Linked DNA regions of Sus scrofa: region 1 is linked to region 2. A link is a contact called in public HiChIP or PLAC-seq data. All regions are on one chromosome and are shown on one strand. The core of a region is the stretch at or near the end of the contact, and the rest is flanking DNA. Distances in the headings are between cores, read along the strand shown.

Region 1 (4,116 bases), core at 1,168-3,667, 420 kb before region 2:
GGGGACTGGCTTGCTGCTTCTCTCCTAGGACACACTAGGAACACTTCCCAGAAGCCCAGGCTCCCTTGCCCCAGTGGCCTCTGAGGCCTCTTCCCCAGGGTCTATCCTCCCCAGGGCTGACCGCCCTTCAGGGGAACCCCCTTGGGCCCCGGGAGTGGGTGGAGGCTGAGGGGGGTGGGGCTCAGGACTGCATGGAGTCTGGATTTGCAAGGTCCCTGGCAGTGCAGGTGCAGGGCCAAGGCAGGGGTGGGTCCGGGCAACACTTTCGATATCACCATGCTCTTAGGGCAAAACTCAGAACCCAAGAAACCTAAATGCAAATCTGGCCTCCTGGTCATTGTGAAGAAATCACTGTCCAGGTAGGGGGCCAGAACAGATTTTACTAAACATCTGTTATTGTGATTTATAACTTTAAAATATTTAGACACAGGGTCACTTGGGCCTCCTTCTGTGCTCTTGCCCCAAGTCCCACAAATGTGGGGGTGAGCTTACTATCAGAGACAAAGCCAGTACAAATGACCCCCCCGCCACTTGACATTCAATGGAGTGCTTGTGCATGTGCTGTAGAAAAGCCTTTATCTGCTTACGTATGTTTTGGTCAGTTACCATCTTAAGAAATGTAATGCCTTCGTAAACTGTTTTTCCATGCTTTACCTACATGTTTTACCCAACGATACAAAAGAAATAAAATCCAATTGGATGACACAAATAATGTCCTTCAACCTTACACTGGTAACTGTATCTTTACTCCACAAATACATGAAACCATCTTAAGTAAAAATATTTTTCTCATAATATACCAGAAGAGGGAGCTAAATAGACTCATGTCAAATTCCTCAAACTGCAGAATATGAGTAAATGAGTAAATGAAAATAGCTACATGTGTAGTCTGTTTATCAGCCATCAATAAACTTTTAGACACTTAAGGTTCATAAAGGTATGTACTTTTATCTAGGAATAGTTTATATAATCTAAGAAAAACTGAATACTGACAACGTCATCTCAATGAGATCTTAGTGGTGTGATTCTTTATTATAAGCCACGTACCAGGTTAATAAGCAAATGTCTAATGAAGCCCATCTTTCTAGTACTGAGTCAGCATGGGAAAAGAACAGATTCACAAGACAAGAGTAAAGTCAGCTTATGTTGTTAAATTTTAACCTCATTTCTGTCATTTTGAAAACCCAAACCCTAGACTCTAAGACCCCTTTAGGTTGCAGTATTCCCTGAGATAGACTATAATGTGATCTTGCCACCTAACTCTATTAGCCATTCTAACTGCCCACGATAAAAGGAGAAGAGCTATGTTACGGAAGGAAATCGTAGAGCAGCACCCTCCCATAAAACCTGCTGTGATGATGGAATGTTCTATTAGTTGTGCCACCCAACAGGTGCTGCTGAGCACTTGAAAGTGGAGCTACTGCAAAGGAGGAAGTGAATTTTTTAATACTTACTGATTTAAAGTGAAATAGGTCTATCTGGCTGGTGACCACGGTATTGAAGAAGCCTATAATCTGAGCCAGGGCAAATTTTGCCAACAGTAGCTAAAAGATTCCCAAGTTGACTTTGTGCTACAAAGAGCCCATGATAAAGCTGTCCCCGAGAACAAGGAACCAGACATGGGCTTCAGCACCTGAACTCAGGGCATACAAAGGTTATCACTCAGTTTCCTGGGCCACTTTGTCCCATGGCAACAGCACTCAAACACATTTTACAAAGGCATAAAGGCAGGACAGATATGCCGCTAGATGCCATAATGATGGTCACGATGAGGAGAGCTGAGTGGGAACATCACCGCACCCGTGTTTTTCCCCCGCCTGCCTGCACCAATGGATCACGGGGAGAACCTGTGGAAGACAGATGCCTGGGTACGACCACAAACTCCCTGAATCAGGAGAGCCAGGAAGGGAACCAGCAATCTGTTTTGGGTTAACAGTACATTTTAGGACATGCTATTAGGAGAAGCAAATCCATCTGGGTAACCCTCACCCCCTGCCTGACAAAAATCCAGCAATAACTTCGGCCAAAATCTATAAAAATATGAGGATACCTGAAAAAGTGCTAGAAACACCAATACCTTGCAAGGTTTGTAGTCTTGAGCATTGAAAGCACGGTTAAGATTTAAAACAAGAAATACTAGAAAATGAAAGAGCACAACATTTCATTTCCTCTGACAAATGATCAACTACTTCCCTTTGCCTGAGCTGATCAGCTCACAAAAACCTCCTCCCCCGTAAATGCTTTCTACACTGTGCAAAATATCATCCCAGCAGCATAAGGTGACAGAAGGAAAACATAAAGGTAGGGACATGTTACTAATGGGGGCTCACTGTAGTGTTTCTCCATGGTCCTCTCAAACTTACAGAGCTCACAGCACATGCCAAGGTCCAGAAAGCTAAAAGCTAAACAGCAAACACAGGAACCCACAAATCCACACAACACTCGTCCAACCAACATGCCTAGTTCCTCCTTCCTGTTCTTCATAAATTACACAGGCATTTTTTTTTTTAATAAAGTTGGCAACTGAAAATGGAATTACTTAATCAAGGTTTATCGCCTTGTAGAATCTTATCAACACAATCATTTCTGCAGGCAAATATGGAAGTTAAGTGATAATTAGAGATTTCACTTAACAGTGATTGAAATATGCATCTGACAGTTGTTCTATTACTGGGTTGGCAAATACTACATATAAAGTTGTTTCTACTGCTCTTATTTCTTCACTTCAGCTTGAAGAAGGTGGGGGTGGGGGGCACACTACCTTATTTCCTTAGCCTTTCAATGTGTCTCTGGCAAATATGGTAGTTACCTTTCCATATCCTGAGCTGCAAAATACCACTGGTTTTACTCATTCAAATGCTACATGAAGTTTCTAAAAAGCATTGTGATGGCGACCAGGTCCTTGCAACAACACCTCACAAAGTGCACCCTGGAATATTTTAATAAGAAAAAACTAGACCATATAGTGTGGAGTACAGGTACTCCTTTTGTACTATATTGACTGAACATATCACTGAATTTTTAATATTGAAGAAAGTATATTACCCAAGTAGAGAAATCCATCCTACCTGATCAAAGTTTTGCCATGGGAATGTTAAAAGGTAAATTTTACAAAGAGAGAAGACTTTTTAAAGTAACAATTCAAGGATTTCCTATTCTCTAGCACAATATCTATGATTCAATCCATTTCCCCTTTAAAATGTTTAAACATAGGGAATGAGGAAGCACTACACAAGAAGCCTTTAAAGTTCACATTTTCCACTTTGGGCACCAGGATCAATTAGCAGCGAAAGTCGAAAATGCCGTTCTAAAGCAAAATACTAATTATTTCAACAACCCTAAAATCCACCATTCCTTTAATTTTATCAAATATACAAGGTCAATATTTACATTTCTGTTAGATCCCACCTTAGGAAATTCCAACAGGAAATGACAGTTGCTAGGAAGTACCAAATTTGGCAAGTTGTCCTCTGAAAAGTCCATGATAAAGTACCATATCACACAGTTCAATAAACTAAAATGTGATATAACTAAATATGCATATTTAAATATACAGAGATTATATATGGCGACTATCAAACAAAACACAAATTACCAGAGCATGATTCTCATCAAGTTGACACATCAATTCTCACTTGATTTCGCCTTCCAGACAGACTTTTACACCTGAATGAAGAATTTTTTTTTTTTTTTTTAAATCTGGCTGTAGCCAGTGTGTATGTCTGGATAGCCAAGTCTACTCTTAAAACTCTGGGTGAATTTTCAACTCCCCTACTTCAGTCCAACATCAGTTTTTCATTTGGGGAATCATTTTTCATCAGAAGAAATCTGTATCGCTTAAGGAGAAAGAAGACAAGAAGAGCAGAAGGCTCTAAAAGCGGTGGTGAAGCCAAGACATGTATTATTTCAAAGGAAAAGGGGAATTGGTCCTTAACAAGGACACCAGTGAACGAGGTGTCCCAGGTTGCAGAAGAAATTTTTGATGACACATCAGAGCTGCATTTTCCACTAGGTCTCCCCACTCCGCTCTCCCCTCCCCACTTGCCCTGGTGACAACCAATCACATGGAACAGAAGAGCCCTTCTCTCCCAACTTAGGCCCTTCCCATACCACTAA
Region 2 (4,068 bases), core at 1,296-3,795:
AAAGGAAGTAGAGAGGACACCAGAAGAAGCCAATGATGACTTGGTTTGTTTATCTGTAGAACAAGAGAACTTTCTCTTTGCCTCCGAAGAGTTTAATGGTACTTATTGAATTGACCACACGTTTGTGTCTTAGTTCACTTGTTGCCATATGGTGATGATTTAACTATGTGTGTTTTATCTCTTAATCAGGCTGTGCACTTTGCAAGGGTAGTATTTCATTAATCTTAGTATCCCCAGCACTTAAATGAGTGGGGCACAGAGCAAATAAAATACTGCCTGCCAAATAAATGCTACAGATGAGAAAGGAAGTTTCTCATAATTTTCTCCACAATAAATTTTCTTTATGAAATGAAATGAAGTCTGTCCAAGAAATTTAATGACAGAAGCAAGACAAGGAACCAAGACCTGTGGTCCTCCCACCTCTCGGAGTCAATGCCACACCCTCTAAATACAAAAAACTCATCCCCAGAAGGTTCCACAGTCCTTGGCAAGCTTGTGTTATACCACCATGAGAAACATCTGTGGTCTCTGTTGGTTACAAAATAACTACAACAATTATCTGGTGTCTTTAATGTCTCCCAAAAATTACAAGTAGAGAAAGCAGTTTAAAGATTTGTGCATATACCATGACCATAATCTTAGGTAGACTCCTTTTGTACTATATCATTTTATATGTAAAGGAAACAGTTCACCCCTTCTATAACTCTCTTTTCTTGAAATAGTCCCAAATACTGACCTATGACCTCCTACTTGCCCTATGAGTAGCCATTTATTATCTATTTATACTCTTATAATAAGAGTATCCATTTATTTAATATTACATGCCATTCCATTATACTTTCTGTGCTAATAAACCAATAATCCTGGGGTGTTCCCATTGTAGCTCAGTGGAAATAAATGTGACCAGTATCCATGAGGATGCGGGTTCAATCCCTGGCCTTGCTCAGTGGGTCAGGGATCTGGTATTGCTGCGAGCTGTGGTGCAGGCTGCAGATGTGGCTCAAATCCTGAGTTACTGCAGCTGTGGCTTAGGCCAGCGGCTATAACTCTGATTCGACTCCTAGTCTGGGAACTTCCATAGGCCACAGATGCGGCCCTAAAAAGCAAAATACCTTCCTGGAGCCCAAGGGTGAGAGGCAGTAATTTTCCTCCTTCTCAACATATTTGTTCCCAATTTTATACACTTTTCCAGCACAGTAAAAGGATTGGGGCAAACCCTAAAATCAGTTGGCAATTACTTTACAAGCTATGAATAATACGAAAATTCCCTAGTTACTTTCTCTGAGCACCTGAGACTTTTTTTTCCCATTAGAAAAGACCCATAGGTTCCTCAATTAGGATGTATTTTTCTTCCTTTTTAACCGTACCTTTTAAAGGCTTGTGAAGTTCTACCTTACATTTATTGCCTAATAGACTTGAAAGGCAGGAGAAAAGTGGCAGCAAGAACAGCTGAATGGAATTGTTGATTATGATTGACAAAGAGCTGCAGTGTGAGAGAGAAACAAAGGGCCTCTGTGTTGGTGGGGAGCATGTGACCAGCTGCCCCACTTCGGCCAGAGCAGTTCCATTTGTTAGTCTACTTTTCTGGATTTTCTTCAAGATTCTTATTGAACCTGTTCCTTTCCACAGCCCTTCCCACCTTCCCCTAGTCCTCATAAGGAATAAGCAAAAGAGGGACCCCTAAGAATAGCCTTAGCAATTGTTTTATTCTCTTGACTTCCCCCCCAAATGTTTTGTAAAGCATAGTCTCCAAATATATTTTATCAAGGAATTAATGCATAAAACATATGATCCCACATAAAAATTATATTCATGAAATGCTTATGTTAATACTATGTGCTAATACATTACAGGTCTTAACACAGAGAAAGAAAGTAAAAGAGTGACACAAAATAAACATAAATGGAATTTTTCTCATTTCTCCTTTGCACCTTAATGCATCATTTGTGTCTTTCAAGGGTATTTGCACCCTGTCCTGGAGGCTCCTGACTGAAAGACAGTTAAACTTTCTGAATTTAATGTCACTAGTAAAAATAGTGGTTTTCCTACCATTTCTCCTAATTGCTGTATCAAACAAGGTAATAGATATGCAATTTCCTGCCTGTTTCTCCTAATGACTATAAATATCAAACAAAGCAATGGATTTGTAATTGTTCTGTAAAGGATAACATGGAATAGAAATATAGGGCAATATTGTTATTCTTTTTAAAGACCACAGTGGGTAGGGTTATTTTCCCCCATAATTTATTACATCAGCAAAACGAATTCACTACAGACTCATTTCCCTTTTGCCCTCCTCTACCGTATAAATGATCTCTGGTGAAAATCCAAGCCTGTTATTTAAGATTTTAGTGAATAATTTTCCCACTCTTGGTCTCAAGATTTTAGGAACATAAAAGGTAAGAAAAGAACAATTCTAGGGTTGAAGGAATGTAAAAGATGACCTCAGCTTGTGTTCTTATTTTACAGATGAAGATACGGAAGCTCAGAGGGCTGAGTGATTTTCCCAGAATCACACAGCTGGCAAAGAGCCACATTAGGACCTAAGTTTCCAATTTTGCAATCAGTTCTGCCTTTTCAGTGGTGATTCGCACCATGCCTAGTGCTCTAGTAAACCATTCATTCCTCATTGGCTGTTTGTTTCTTTCAGTAGCAAATCACACCCTGATGAAATCCAGTCTATATTTTCCATCACCAAAAATTCTCTCCCTTTTCATTTTTTTAAATCTTATCTTACGAGTCAATCCCATTCCCAAACTGTCTCCAGTTCTTTCTTAGATTTATTCTACTCCTGGTCTGATGGCCTTGTTAACTACCAGTAATATTTTCTTGTCAGGAAAGAACTGGGGATTAGATGTCCAGAAATGGACACCTAAAGTGTCACAGTGGTGTCTGGCCCTTTCAAAGCCCTGACGGCTCTTGTGTAAGTCACTGAAAGTAAAATAACCTCAAAGAGGGTACAAATGAGAAGGTAAAAATAACCAGAAGTGGGTGTGCCTGTTTTGGAGAGGAGAGTTTAGAAATAAGTTATAAGGAGTTCCTGTCATGGCTCAGCAGAACAAATTTATCATCTGTGAGGACACAGGTTCGATCTCTGGCCTCACTCAGGGGGTTAAGGATCCAGCATTGCCATGAGCTGTGGTGTAGGTTGCAGACATGGCTCAGATTTGGTGTTGCTGTGGCTGCGGTGTAGGCTGGCAATTATAGCTCTGATTCGAACCCTAGCCTGGGAACTTCCATACACGACAGGTGCATCCCTGAAAAAATAAACTAAACTAGAATAAGTTATGAAGATAACAAGAGCAAAGGCGGATTAAATGGATGTATGAACCCTCCTAGAGGCTGTTTCTTCTCTAGGGCTTGTTCCTCTAGTCAAGAAGGGCTTTTTCTTTCTTATTTTTCCTATTGATTCAGGCAGCCACTTCTCACCTCTCAACCTACTCACCCAAAGCAATCTCTGATCTAATATGAAACGGTGCTCATGCTCCATTTTCCCTGACTTAGGCTGTTTGTAGGTATTTAATGGAAAAAATGTTCTCTATGAGGAAGATATATTAAATCTCAGGATCCATGTTTCTATCGTGATAAAAATAAATTAATGGATTCACTTAGTAAAATGTCTTTAAAAGAAGCCTTGACCCAAGTTGTCACTATAAGATGAAGCAGAGACCCAAAGCAACGAGCTAGCAAGATTTTGTGTGTGTGATTTCTATTCATTCTTGCCTTTGTTCTCATAAAGTATCCACATGGTGTGTAATAGGATCAGAATGCAAATAACCAGGTCACCACTGCAACTTCTGAGAGCAAAGAAAAATTTATGTATACTGTTACTAATTTGTCTCGGGGGGGGGGAAATATCTGGTCCTTTAAGTATTCATACCATCCTGTTTGTGCATGGAAGAAAGTGAAACATCTTCCAGTTTGTCCTCCCCTCAACCTGAGTGTATAGCACATAGCCATACAGTATGTTTGACACCAAAGACGTAGCAGGACCCCAAGCACAGAGTAGGTGTTCCATAGATGATTATTATGTTTAACCCACTGATGTTCAAGCCCAGGAAAACTGCA

Evidence for each region. HiChIP or PLAC-seq counts read pairs in DNA pulled down with a chosen protein or histone mark.
Region 1: a contact with region 2 is called in an H3K27ac HiChIP or PLAC-seq map of alveolar macrophages. The contact joins two enhancer-like sites. A contact is called at or near these places in 2 of 2 datasets of contacts at active chromatin or transcription factors (alveolar macrophages and skeletal muscle).

The regions. Positions count from the first base shown.
Region 1 is chr16:46,491,227-46,495,342 of Sscrofa11.1, reverse strand. The region is part of intron 2 of PIK3R1 (phosphatidylinositol 3-kinase regulatory subunit alpha); the gene reads right to left. Among named protein-coding and RNA genes, the nearest start is that of PIK3R1, 59 kb to the right of the region's middle. Within about 2 kb of position 2,417, at least 7 of the 83 cell types and tissues checked have an H3K27ac peak or open chromatin away from gene starts, as enhancers often do. A contact at or near this core is called in alveolar macrophages, where this site is marked.
Region 2 is chr16:46,071,493-46,075,560 of Sscrofa11.1, reverse strand. No RefSeq gene overlaps it. Among named protein-coding and RNA genes, the nearest start is that of PIK3R1, 360 kb to the left of the region's middle. Within about 2 kb of position 2,545, at least 13 of the 83 cell types and tissues checked have an H3K27ac peak or open chromatin away from gene starts, as enhancers often do. A contact at or near this core is called in alveolar macrophages, where this site is marked.